Linked DNA regions of Zea mays: all the other regions are linked to region 1. A link is a contact called in public Hi-C data. All regions are on one chromosome and are shown on one strand. Each heading gives the region's core, a stretch centred on a gene start, on an enhancer-like site or on the middle of the called end of the contact. The rest is flanking DNA. Distances are from core to core; before and after follow the strand shown.

The links. A called contact is a pair of places that touch in the nucleus more often than the background predicts.
Region 2: a contact with region 1 is called in a Hi-C map of leaf, with 5 times the contacts expected there. The contact joins the promoter of LOC100286329 here to the promoter of LOC100216798 in region 1. A contact is called at or near these places in 5 of 25 Hi-C or Micro-C datasets (ear, endosperm and leaf).
Region 3: a Hi-C map of leaf shows a contact between it and region 1, with 6 times the contacts expected there. The contact joins the promoter of LOC103654772 here to the promoter of LOC100216798 in region 1. A contact is called at or near these places in 2 of 25 Hi-C or Micro-C datasets (leaf and tassel).

What each region holds. Positions count from the first base shown.
Region 1 is chr4:236,443,980-236,447,702 of Zm-B73-REFERENCE-NAM-5.0, forward strand. It overlaps LOC100216798, which reads left to right and starts at 1,894. Exons shown (of 3, transcript NM_001143197.1): 1 at 1,894-2,074; 2 at 2,400-2,957; 3 at 3,036-3,723. The coding sequence starts at 2,415. It overlaps LOC103654760, which reads right to left and starts at 1,953. Exons shown (of 1, transcript XM_008681578.3): 1 at 256-1,953. The coding sequence starts at 1,650. The coding sequence ends at 574.
Region 2 is chr4:236,181,090-236,184,919 of Zm-B73-REFERENCE-NAM-5.0, forward strand. It overlaps LOC100286329 (ATP binding protein), which reads right to left and starts at 1,606. Exons shown (of 17, transcript NM_001159216.1): 1 at 1,445-1,606.
Region 3 is chr4:236,784,259-236,788,028 of Zm-B73-REFERENCE-NAM-5.0, forward strand. LOC103654772 (pre-mRNA-splicing factor CWC21) reads right to left here and starts at 1,510. Exons shown (of 1, transcript XM_008681589.4): 1 at 735-1,510. The coding sequence starts at 1,365. The coding sequence ends at 955.

The sequences.
Region 1 (3,723 bases), core at 644-3,143:
AATGACACGCAGCTCTCCTGCGTTTGTTCAAAAAAAAAGATGTTGTGTATACCTTGAAAGTCCTAGAGGAAGTGCTCTACAGAGTTGTGATCAAATGTTTGATTAACCAGGGTCTTTCTAACAAATACATCCTTTGAAATACAAAATATCGTACATAGTGAGGTTTTTAATATGTTCTACACTTAGCCAAAACAAACTAAAGGTTCAGACCCTAATCACTAGCACATGGTATGCCAATCTATGCAAGTCCAAACGAAGCCTAGAATCCCAGATTTGCACACTTTTATTGCTTTCTAAAAGAAAAATAGTACAGGTACAACAATAATGGGTGTAATCAGCACATTTTTCATGCTTCCCAAAATTTGCACTAACAAAGTAACAAGTAGTGAATAGAGATACAAACATACCAGAAACTATGAGTGGAAGTTGTAAACTATAAGCTGTGGGCAGAAGTCTTACACAAGGTCTTGCTCTAACTTTTCTGCTATTGTAGATCATGGTCAAAAGTGGATCTTCAAACAATCAGAAGATTACTCGGTTCACTGTGGTATGCAAGCTAGTTGGGCATCAGTCCTAATGATTCATATGGGACTCAAACCATTGGAAGACTTCAGTATTCTTCAGGCTGGTGAACTCATGGTACGCATAGGCAACATTGAGCTCCTCGGTGACATGCCTCTCCAGACCGAACCGCTCAGGCAGCACCTTGGCCTCCTCAGCCGCCTCCTTCCACGGCGTTCTCCTCCCGTCCTTCTTCAGCATCCCCTTCTCATCCACGAATCCCTTCCGCCGAAGCATGTCCACCAGCGCGTTGGCGAAGGCCCAGGTCAGCCCCGGCACCCTCTCCGCCAGGAACTCCGCGCTCACGGCGAAGTCATCGCACTGGATCTCCCGCACGTCGACGTGCTTCTCCCTGAGTTTGTCCATGCTTTCCGCAACCAACCGCGCCCTTTCGGTGTCCTTGGGCATATGCACAAACAGCGCCGGCGGATACCCGGTGGGGATCTCGGCCATGGTCCCGTACATGCCCTCCGCGATCATGACGGTCACGCTGCTGAACTTAACCCTGGCCGCGAGCGCGGAGAGGAAGTACCCGCCCGAGGACGCGCCGATGCCGAAGAGTGGGAGGCCCGCGAGCTGAGGGTACTTCTCTGTGGTCCACCACTTGATGATGGACTGGACGGCGGCGAGCTCGCTGCCGTCCTCCCCGCCGCCGGCGTCGTCGAGGGACCAGCACTTGGCGCGGCTGGAGACGGCGAGGACGGCGTACCCGCGGCTGAGCGCGGCGCGGGTGAAACGGCGCTCCTCGGGAAGCCCCGTGCAGCGCGGGCAGCCCGGGGAGGCGTCGAAGAAGTCGGTGGCGCGGATGGTGCACCCGGGCGCCGCGAACAACGCGGCTCGCAGTGGGGACGACGGGGGCGGTAGCTGCCACAGCACCTCGTTGCCGTTCCTTCGGGTGACGCTAGCGTCCAAGCGGACGGCGTCCGCGTCGGTGACAGTGGTCAGCGCCGCCGCCGGCGCCGCCGGAGGAGCGCGCGGAAGGAGTAGCGCGGTGGCGAGGAGGAGCAGCGCGCACGTCGAGGCGATCAGCACCGCGGGCCGGAGGGACTGCGGAATCCCAGCGAGGATGGCGTGCATTTCGCGTGTCATGGAAGGGGATCGGGCAACTGGAGATCCCAATCCCAGAGAGATTTGGGCATCAGAGGGAAGGCGAGTTTGACTTGTCACACTTCAGTGCAGAGATCGCCGTTGACTTGGCTATAGAGATGAACCAGGCCCATGTACAAATGTGGGCCGCGCCTCTAGATCTTATTGGGCTTTCTGTCGCTTCATCACCCGGCTTGGCAAGAGGATCAGTGCTGGCTGCTGCTGCTTCATTCATCCTCGTCTTGTGTTTGTTGCAAGTCGCAAAGGTTTGCGCCGCCTGCCGGGCGTCGTCGGCTCATCGCCGTCGGCGGTAGGCTTCTGCCTCCCCCGTCTCGATACCTCTCCTTCGGCGAAGACTCGCAGGGAGGTCCCCACTTCATCACCTCCGTTTCCTACCGGAAAAGGCAACTTCTGTCGGCCATCTCAGGTAGCTCACCAGGCCTCCACGATCTCAAGTTCGCAACCACCAAATCCGCCCTCCTGCTTCCGGTTGGGGATGTTTGAACTACTGCTTGATTCGCTTTAGTTTTGTCTGCTTATTCATCACTAGTCACCGTATTGCTAGGTTGCATCTTAAAACTTTTCACCTGTGCTTACTTTAGGAATGACCGAAATCCCTGATAGCATCCTAGTAACACTGCTTATTTTCAGTTTCAGCCTGACTTTTCTTTTCAAAACTGCACTTGTTCTTTGAACATGCATATTTTGCCTGCAACCCTTCATTTTAAATCTGTTTTTTTCTTCGTTGCCAGTACTTTTTTTGGAAGATGGATCCAGAAGACTCTAGTGACTTTGAAGAGGAGGACGACGAAGAAGAAGATGATGACTTAATGATATTCATATTGCCAGCGCTATATCTAGCATCTACTGGAATTGGAACTCTGGATCAAACATCTATGGTTAGTGATGGTACTGCGATTGAAACTCCAAGTCAAGTATCAAAGTTTAACGATGCAGAAAGGATTTGTAAAGTGCTTGAAGATGACAGAGGCCAAGGCTATGATAAACTTCGTGTGGAGCCCCATGTTCTCCTCGAACTTTCACGCTATCTGAGGTCAAATGATCTTTTGAAAAATACCAGAGGTGTTTCTGTAGAAGAGAAAATTGGCATGTTTATTTACATGCTATCCCGAAATGCTAGTTTTCAGAAACTAAGTGACAGATTCAAGTACAGTACAGAAACTATTCACAGGCATATCAAAGCATGCTTTGATGCAGTCACACCAATGACTGGTGAATTCGTCAGGCCACCTTCAATTCAAGCCCACCGGAAAATATCATCTGATACACGTTATGGGCCTTACTTTGAGGTCAGTGTAACTTTTGGTGATATAAACTAAGATTTTCTGCCCTTTTCTGTTACCTTGAGGACTTATTTTCCCTTGCAGAACTGTATTGGAGCAATTGATGGAATCCATGTCCCTATGACAATATCGGACAGTGAAGCAGCTCCATACCGAAATAGACAAGAATCCCTTTCCCAAAACGTGATGCTTGCTTGTGATTTTGATTTGAATTTTGTCCATGTTTCTTGTAGCCGAGAAGGGTCTGCATCTGACGCAGCAGTCTTATACTCTGCTATAGAATATGGATTTGAAGTCCCAAGAGGAAAGTTCTACCTGGTTGATGGGGGTTATGCGAACACGCCATCTTTTCTTGCTCCTTTTAGTGAAGTTTCTTACCATGCTGAAGAGCAAGATGAGAGCAATTTCCAACCAATAGACTATAGGGAGCTTTTCAATCTTCGCCATGCACAGCTGTACAGACATATCAAGCGTGCTGTAGGCCTACTGAAGATGCGGTTTCCAATTCTAAATGTCGCAACATCATACCGAAAAGACACTCAACTGAAAATTCCTTCAGCGGCAGTTGTTATGCATAACATAATTCAGAGACAAGGAGGTAGTGAAGAGTTGTTATGTGAGCAAACAATTCCATTTGCGTCCCGTAAAACAGTGAATCTTCCTAGTGGTGATGACACGTATGGTTATGATGTTTCAGCTTTCAACAGTGAATGCGACATGGGTAATGCTTTGAGAGATGGTATTGCACTGAGGATGTGGGCAGATTATGAAA
Region 2 (3,830 bases), core at 356-2,855, 260 kb before region 1:
TATAACTAATCTTTTCCCTGTATGCTATTGTAAAAGTTTGCAATTCCACGTATGTCATTAAAAAAAGTTGAATGGCCACTGGTTCGAACTTGTTTGCCCTCCACAACACTCCCATTAGATTTGGCTCTAACAGCAAACTGCGGTGAAAAAAATCCAAAATACCCTTGAATGTGCGATTATTTTTTAACATTTTAACGATCACAAATGAAAAAACTCAAAACTAGAAAGTTGTAGATCTCGTCGAAAAAATATCTTCATTTTACTTGTAGATATGGTTTTCATATAAAAAAGTTGTAGAAAAATTGGCGCCAAGCTAAAGACAAAGGGGGTGTTTGGTTTGAAGAGTCGATCCATTTTATATGAGATGGTGCATCATGAGTTATTCCACATTGGTTATGAGGAATGAAATGGTGATGGATCAAGTCATACCATTCTACAAACCAAACAAAAAAGTAAGGAGTGTGAAAATGATGGGCTATATCATTTCCTCAAACCAAACACGCTAAAAGTGTAGCATGTGATAAAGGTCAGCGCAGGTCTTCAGCCTATCTCTTATAGACCGGCTAACAGGTGACCATGCAAGTAGCCAAGTAGGGATGAAAACGGTACGAGAGAGTCCCGTACTGTCCCGTTTCAAATATCGTTTTTTCCCGTTCGTTTTCGAATTGTTTGGGAACCGATTAGAAACGGTACGGAAACAATTTGGCTACTTTTCCGATCGTTTTCGTATTTTCCGTCTTTGAGTCGTGATGTTACCGTTTTTATATAATATGAGATAGAACTAGCGTATAATTTATGTAAGTTACAGACTTTTATTGTTCAAGTGAATGAAGAAGAGAAAAACAAAAAGTTATAATTACTCTGAATAATATGAATGATGAAGAAGAGTTATTTGTTATTGTAATATCTTAAAAATTAGGCAATATGTCACTTTATTACGTATTTGTGGAAACTACAAAATATTTATCTTTCCGATTAGAGTTTATCGTTTTCAAATAACCGTCATACCGTACTCGACCGTTGGTTTTTCGTTTTCGTTTTCGTCCCGTTAAGAAAATATGAAAACAAAATCATTTCAGATGTTTTTTTGGATCGTTTTCGACCGTTTTCATCCCTACAAGCAAGCTTAACTACAATACACTAGACGGCCTAACCTTATCCAAGGTCCAGCTCTAAATTTTGACCATCGAGCGTTGGTGCCCTCTATCTGCGCAGCCACCGACAATTCATATGAGCTGCCCATTGAAACCCGTATTCACGCAAAAGTCAAACCCCAGCGGCGTTGACAAATGACAAAGACCAACGCCGCAAAGACAGCATTGCCCGCTGCCATCATCCACTCGCTCTCAGCATCAATCCTGGACCGGTAACGGAGCACGTCGCCCATCGATCGAGCGCGCAGCAACGTCCACATTCGAAGGGCGGAGAGAATGGAAGAACTGACCTGTGGCTCGAGCGGCGAGGCTCGCCGCGTGATCCCCGGAGGGAACCCAATCCGGCGCCGCGGGATACGAGGGCACCTTGGTGCGTCGCGAGCGAGGCGGCCGGGATGGTGCGGTGGTGGGAGCGCGGCGAGGCGAGATCGAGGCGTGTGACTGAGGCGAAGGAGGTGGGCAAGGGGATCTCGTGATGTGATTAATTAGCGCAGGTGGGGGAGCGGGGGTTGCTTGCTTTTAATTGTGGGGTTAGGGATTCGTTCACGAGGCGCGCGAGATGCGAGAACGACTTGCTGCCTCCTCTGGGCTCTGGCGTAGAACGGGCGAATGGCCAAGGAGCCTGATACCGGACGAGAGAGGCTGCCCGTGGGGACCAGTCGGCCTTATGGGCCAGGCCAGGCCTGGATTTGATACGAAGGACACTGGACTGCTTAGCGCGAGAGCCGCTGAGAGAAATTTTGGCCTTATTTTCATAAGCAGCCAGCACGTTGTCCAGGTAGTTAAAAATTAGTATAAAACATAAATAAAAAACTACAAATATCACTATAATATGTAAAATTCATATGACAAAATATTATTATAACACTAATATTATATAGCCAATACAAATATATATTATTATTGTAAATACGCTAACTTAAATAGAATGAACTGATGATGAACAAACATTATAATATTGTCGGGGACCATAATTAGGGGTACCCTCAAGACGCCTAATTCTCAGCTGGTAACCCCCATCAGCATAAAGCTGCAAAGGCCTGATGGGTACGATTAAGTCAGGGATCAGTCCACACGAGTAACCCGATCACGCTTCACCCGAGCCTAGCCTCGGCCAAGGGCAGCCGACCTCGAGAGACTTCCGTCTCGCCCGAGGCCCCCTTTTTATGGCGGACACATCACCGGCTCGCCCGAGGCCTTGGCTTCGCTCAGAAGCAACCTTGACTAAATCGCCACACCGACTGACCAAATTGCAGGGGCATTTAACGCAAAGGTGGCCTGACACCTTTATCCTGACACGCGCCCCCGGCAGAGCCGAAGTGACCGCCGTCACTCCACCGCTCCACTAACCAGTCTGACAGAGGGACAGCGCCGCCTGCGCCACTCCGACTGCAGCGCCACTCGACAGAGTGAGTCTGACCGGCAGTCAGGTCTTGACAAAGGCGCCACGGCGAACTCCGATCCGCCCGACCCCAGGGCTCGGACTCGGGCTAAGACCCGGAAGACGGCGAACTCCGCTCCGCCCGACCCCAGGGCTCGGACTCGGGCTAAGACCCGGAAGACGGCGAACTCCGCTCCGCCCGACCCAGGGCTCGGACTCGGGCTAAGACCCGGAAGACGACGAAACTCCGCTTCGCCCGACCCCAGGGCTCGGACTCCGCCCTGGCCTCGGCCGAACGACTTCCGCCTCGCCCGACCCCATGGCTCGGGCTCGGCCACGGCAACGGAAGGCAGACTCAACCTCGGCTTCGGAGGAACCCCCACGTCGCCCTGCCTAGGGCACAGACCGCCACGTCAACAGGAAGCGTCATCATCATCCTACCCCGAATCGACTCGGGTCACGGAGAACAAGACCGGCGTCCCATCCGGCCAGCTCCGCCGGAGGGGCAATGATAGTGCTCCACAAGCTCTATGACGACGGCGGCCCCCAGCTCTCTTACGGAAGCAGAACGACGTCAGCAGGGACTCGACCGCTCCAACAGCTGTCCCTCCGCCAGGCTCCGCCGCACCTCCGGCAGCCACGACATCACGCCAGCAGGGTGCCCAGATCTCTCCGGCTGCCACATTGGCATGTACCTAGGGCGCTAGCTCTCCCTCCGCTAGACACGTAGCACTCTGCTACACCCCCCATTGTACACCTGGATCCTCTCCTTACGACTATAAAAGGAAGGACCAGGGCCTTCTCAGAGAAGGTTGGTCGCGCGGGACCGAGGACGGGACAGGCGCTCTCTTGGGGCCGCTCGCTTCCCTCACCCGCGTGGACGCTTGTAACCCCCCTACTTCAAGCGCACCCGACCTGGGCGCGGGACGAACACGAAGGTCGCGGGACTTCCACCTCTCTCACGCTCGACTCCGGCCACCTCGCCTCTCCCCCCTTCGCGCTCGCCCACGCGCTCGACCCATCTGGGCTGGGGCACGCAGCACACTCACTCGTCGGCTTAGGGACCCCCCTGTCTCGAAACGCCGATAGTTGGCGCGCCAGGTAGGGGCCTGCTGCGTGCTGACGAACAGCTCCCCGTCAAGCTCCAGATGGGCAGTCTCCAGCAACCTCTCTGCCCCGGGACGGTGCTTCGTTTCGGGACTCTTGAGTTCATGTCCTTCGACGGCAGCTACGACATGATACTTCTTCCACCGCCGCGCGACTACGACAATGGCGGCCGACAACCCGCCCGCCGG
Region 3 (3,770 bases), core at 260-2,759, 340 kb after region 1:
CATGATATTTCTATTCAGATTTTATGTAATTGTTTGTTGATTTTTATGTAGTGTACCGTAATACATAAATACCTTCGACTTATAGCATAATTAGTATCAGTATATATCATAAATTGTTCTAACGAGCATAGCTGCATGGCTGTTGGAGAGATCCTACATTTATGTATGAAATAAAGCATTGAAAATCAGTTTTTTATTTCCATGCATGTCAATCCATTTCCTTTTAACTCACATTCTTTTCATCCTAAATTTGTGCGTGCAACAAAAAAAACAGATTTTGTACACAGTGTACCACAGTGGATAAATACTTCACCGTGTAATATAATTAGTATCAGTATATATCATAAACTGGTTCTAACGAGCCTAAATGCACGTCTGTTGGAGAGATCTTATATTTATGGAGGAAATTAAGCATTTAAATTATATTTTTTTGTTTCCATGAATGCCAATCCATTTCCTTTCAGCATGAATATGCCATATATTCAGCAGAAAGTCTAATGGACAGAAAATCAACCGTTACAAAATACAGACTTTCCCACATTTGCACGGGAATGTATGAAATCATGGCATCCATCTAAATCACACCAGCTGCAAGCGATAATACTTGTCAGGAAACAAACTACATGGAAGAACTGTCTTCGACCACCATCCACTCCATCAATATGCAATTCTCTGGTGGGATAAGTATAATAGACTGAAAGTATAGATAGCCATACTTCTCATATGTGCAAAGCTTGGGACTGATAAATGATTTTACGATCCAAAAGATGGACAAATGCACGAACATATAAACAGAACATATACAATTCGAATAAATGATTTTAAGTACTAGCTTTCACTGCAGAAGACTTCCATACTAATATCGAAGCCACTACATCTAGGTCTTGCTAGACAATCGACATCTGGCCTATCCTTCAAAAATCGACATCTGGCCTTATCTGCGCAATCTGAAACCTAAACGACGCCAACAGATCCATATCCTCTGCCGGGCAGAGGCGGTCGCCCGGCGCCACGACCGCTCCCTGCCTCCTCCGCGGCCACGGCCGCCTCTGCCTCCGCGGCCTTGCGCGCCTCCGCGACGCGCTCCTCGATCTCGTCTTCGGTGTAGCCGTGCTCCTCGAGCGCGTCCCTGAGCACGAGCAGCTTGACCTCGACTTGCCGCTTGCGGTCGTGCTCGAGGATCTCCTTGTTGGGCTTGCGCATCCCGCCGCCATCCGCGCCGGCGGCTTCGAGGGGCAGCGGCCTGTGGCGTCCGCCCGGACCCCAGCCGGATGTGGAGCGGGGCTTGACGAGGAACTTGTTGCTCTGCGCGTACCCGTTGGTGCCCGACCCCCGCGCGGTCTGCAGCCCGATGCCGTTGTACATCGCGGCCGGCGGGCGAGGAGAGGCCGGATGTATCGGCGGCGGCGGCGCAAACTAGGGCTTCGTGCTCGCGCGTTAGGTCCGCAGTCCGGACGGGGTGAGGTGAGAAGCGAGGGACGAGCCGGTTGGGTTATATTCTGAATCGTGACTCCGAGTCCGTAGCCCCGGCCCCGGGTAGAGATGGCAACGGAAATTCCGGTTCGGATCACTGTTCGCGCGAGGCCGCGAGGGTCACGTGAGAGTATTTTCTCTCATCTCCGGCACGTTGAGGAATTTATCTCCATGAGAATATATTTCTGTTAGAAATTGTAATATTTGAGGTATGTTCGGTTTATCTTTCTGAACCAAATTTGCAGTTAAAAATTTAGAACTCCAACCAAACAGATGCAACGGTACAATAGATTTCTAAACATATATGAATTCCCTAGATTTTCTATATTATTGTTATTCATGTTACCAAAATATCATACTCTGAAAATTCTATAATTGATATTTGTTTTAAGGTTTGTTTGGTTCAGCATCATGAACCAGATTCGTTACCTAAAATTTGTAATCTCAACCAAATAGTTACAATCAGTGGTAGACTCAGCTTCCGAGCAGAACGAGCGAGCATCCGGGCTTGTGCTAGTGAAAACGAGTGTGACTCGAATAGTTTATATGTATGTCCCTCGTCCCTTCATAAGACTATGTGCAGCGCTTTCTACGAGCGCCCCCTCCCCTACACTTGTATGCGTTTATTGTCCCCCTGCCGTTGCAACGGCAAACACTAAACCCTTACCTCCGCTACAGTGTAAGGGGAACGAACAATACTTTGCCAAATGTGGAGGCGTGGCAGGCAACCCCTAGCCTCGATTTTCGTGCATGCTAATATTTTTTGTTGAGGAAAACTTGTTAATGGATGATGAATATGTATGTAAAATAATATTTTATAGTTGTAGTGAGGTATAGGAAAATAATTTAGGAGAAAACGTTGCGGGAGGAAGAAAAGTAGGGGTGAAATCTGGGTGACATGGTGCAAAAGTGGAATGTAGAGGGCGAAATTTAGGGGTAACCGTTGAAGAGAGTTTAAGTAACTTGGCACTCGTACGCAGCATAGTATACCTGCATTGGATTTGAACGCTAAGCTTAGGGCACCGTAAAATACTAATACTTGAGCAAACAGTGACTAAGAGCACCATGCCTTCACCATCGACCAGACGATGTTGTTGTACTCATGTACTCTCCCTGTCCCAAATTAAAGTTTGTTTTAACCTTTTTTTGTGGATTCATACAATAATTGAAGTATGTCTTCTGTATGTCTCTAGATTCATCATCATTCATTTGAATATAAACATAAAAACTAACAGTTAAAGCGAATATTTATTACTTCCTCTATCCCAAAATATAGTTATTTCTATCCCTCTTTTTCCCACATTCAAATAAGTGATAATAAATGTAGACATATATACAAACTATATTTATAGGTTAACTAATGAATGCTGGTTTAATATAAAACAAATTATATTTTGGAATAGAGGGATTATTATCCAATTCAATGGAGCTTAGACTACCTTCAATGGTTTACTCTATGTTCCCCTATATCTCACTCACGTGCCACGTCATCAACTTCTCTCTCTCTATGTCTTCCTTTACGTCGTGTCCTTTATATCAAACCTTTATACCCACCATACTACTATTAAAACATTTCTCTTCGACTAACTCAACTAACATCTATTTTATTTTATTTTTCTTTTAGCTTTGTACATTGCTCGGTCGGCTGTACACATTTTGCAAGATGCGTTGTCATTAATTAAAATAAGTGTAAATTTGTGTTGGCGTCGATCTAGACGCCAATCACTGGGGGTGTACTGTCTGGCGGTGCCCTCTGCGGTGGAGCGAACGGTCCGCGACTGTGATCTCTCGGTCCTAGATTCGATCTACACTCAATCTCGCGTAGATAGCTCAAACGAACTGAGATTTGTGGTTTTTAAAGTCTGTCACAAGTTTTTTGGTCCGATTTGAATGAGCAACGATTCAGGCAACCCCTTTGTCCAATCCCAATGTCAATGTAGGTGTTGTGTTGCTCAGAGAAGAAATCTTTTGGTCTTTAGATAGTCATGTGCTTGCTACATCTATTTGTTTATTAATTATTACTCTAATATTGTTACACAAATCCTTATTTAAAAGCAAGCCAAAATGGTGGAAGGTGTTCATTCTAGCTCCCAAACAATGGGGTCGTATGAGAGTTTGGTGGATTGGTTTCTTCCAAATTGGTGTTGTTGATCAATGTCATGTGCGAAGTTTATATAACGCTAGCTTTGTTCGTCTAAATAGATTGTTAGAGTCACTCATTAAATATAATTGTATGTCGTCGCAACGCTCCGGCCCAAACCTCTCGGCGACGGGTCTCCGCTCCGCTCGCCAACACG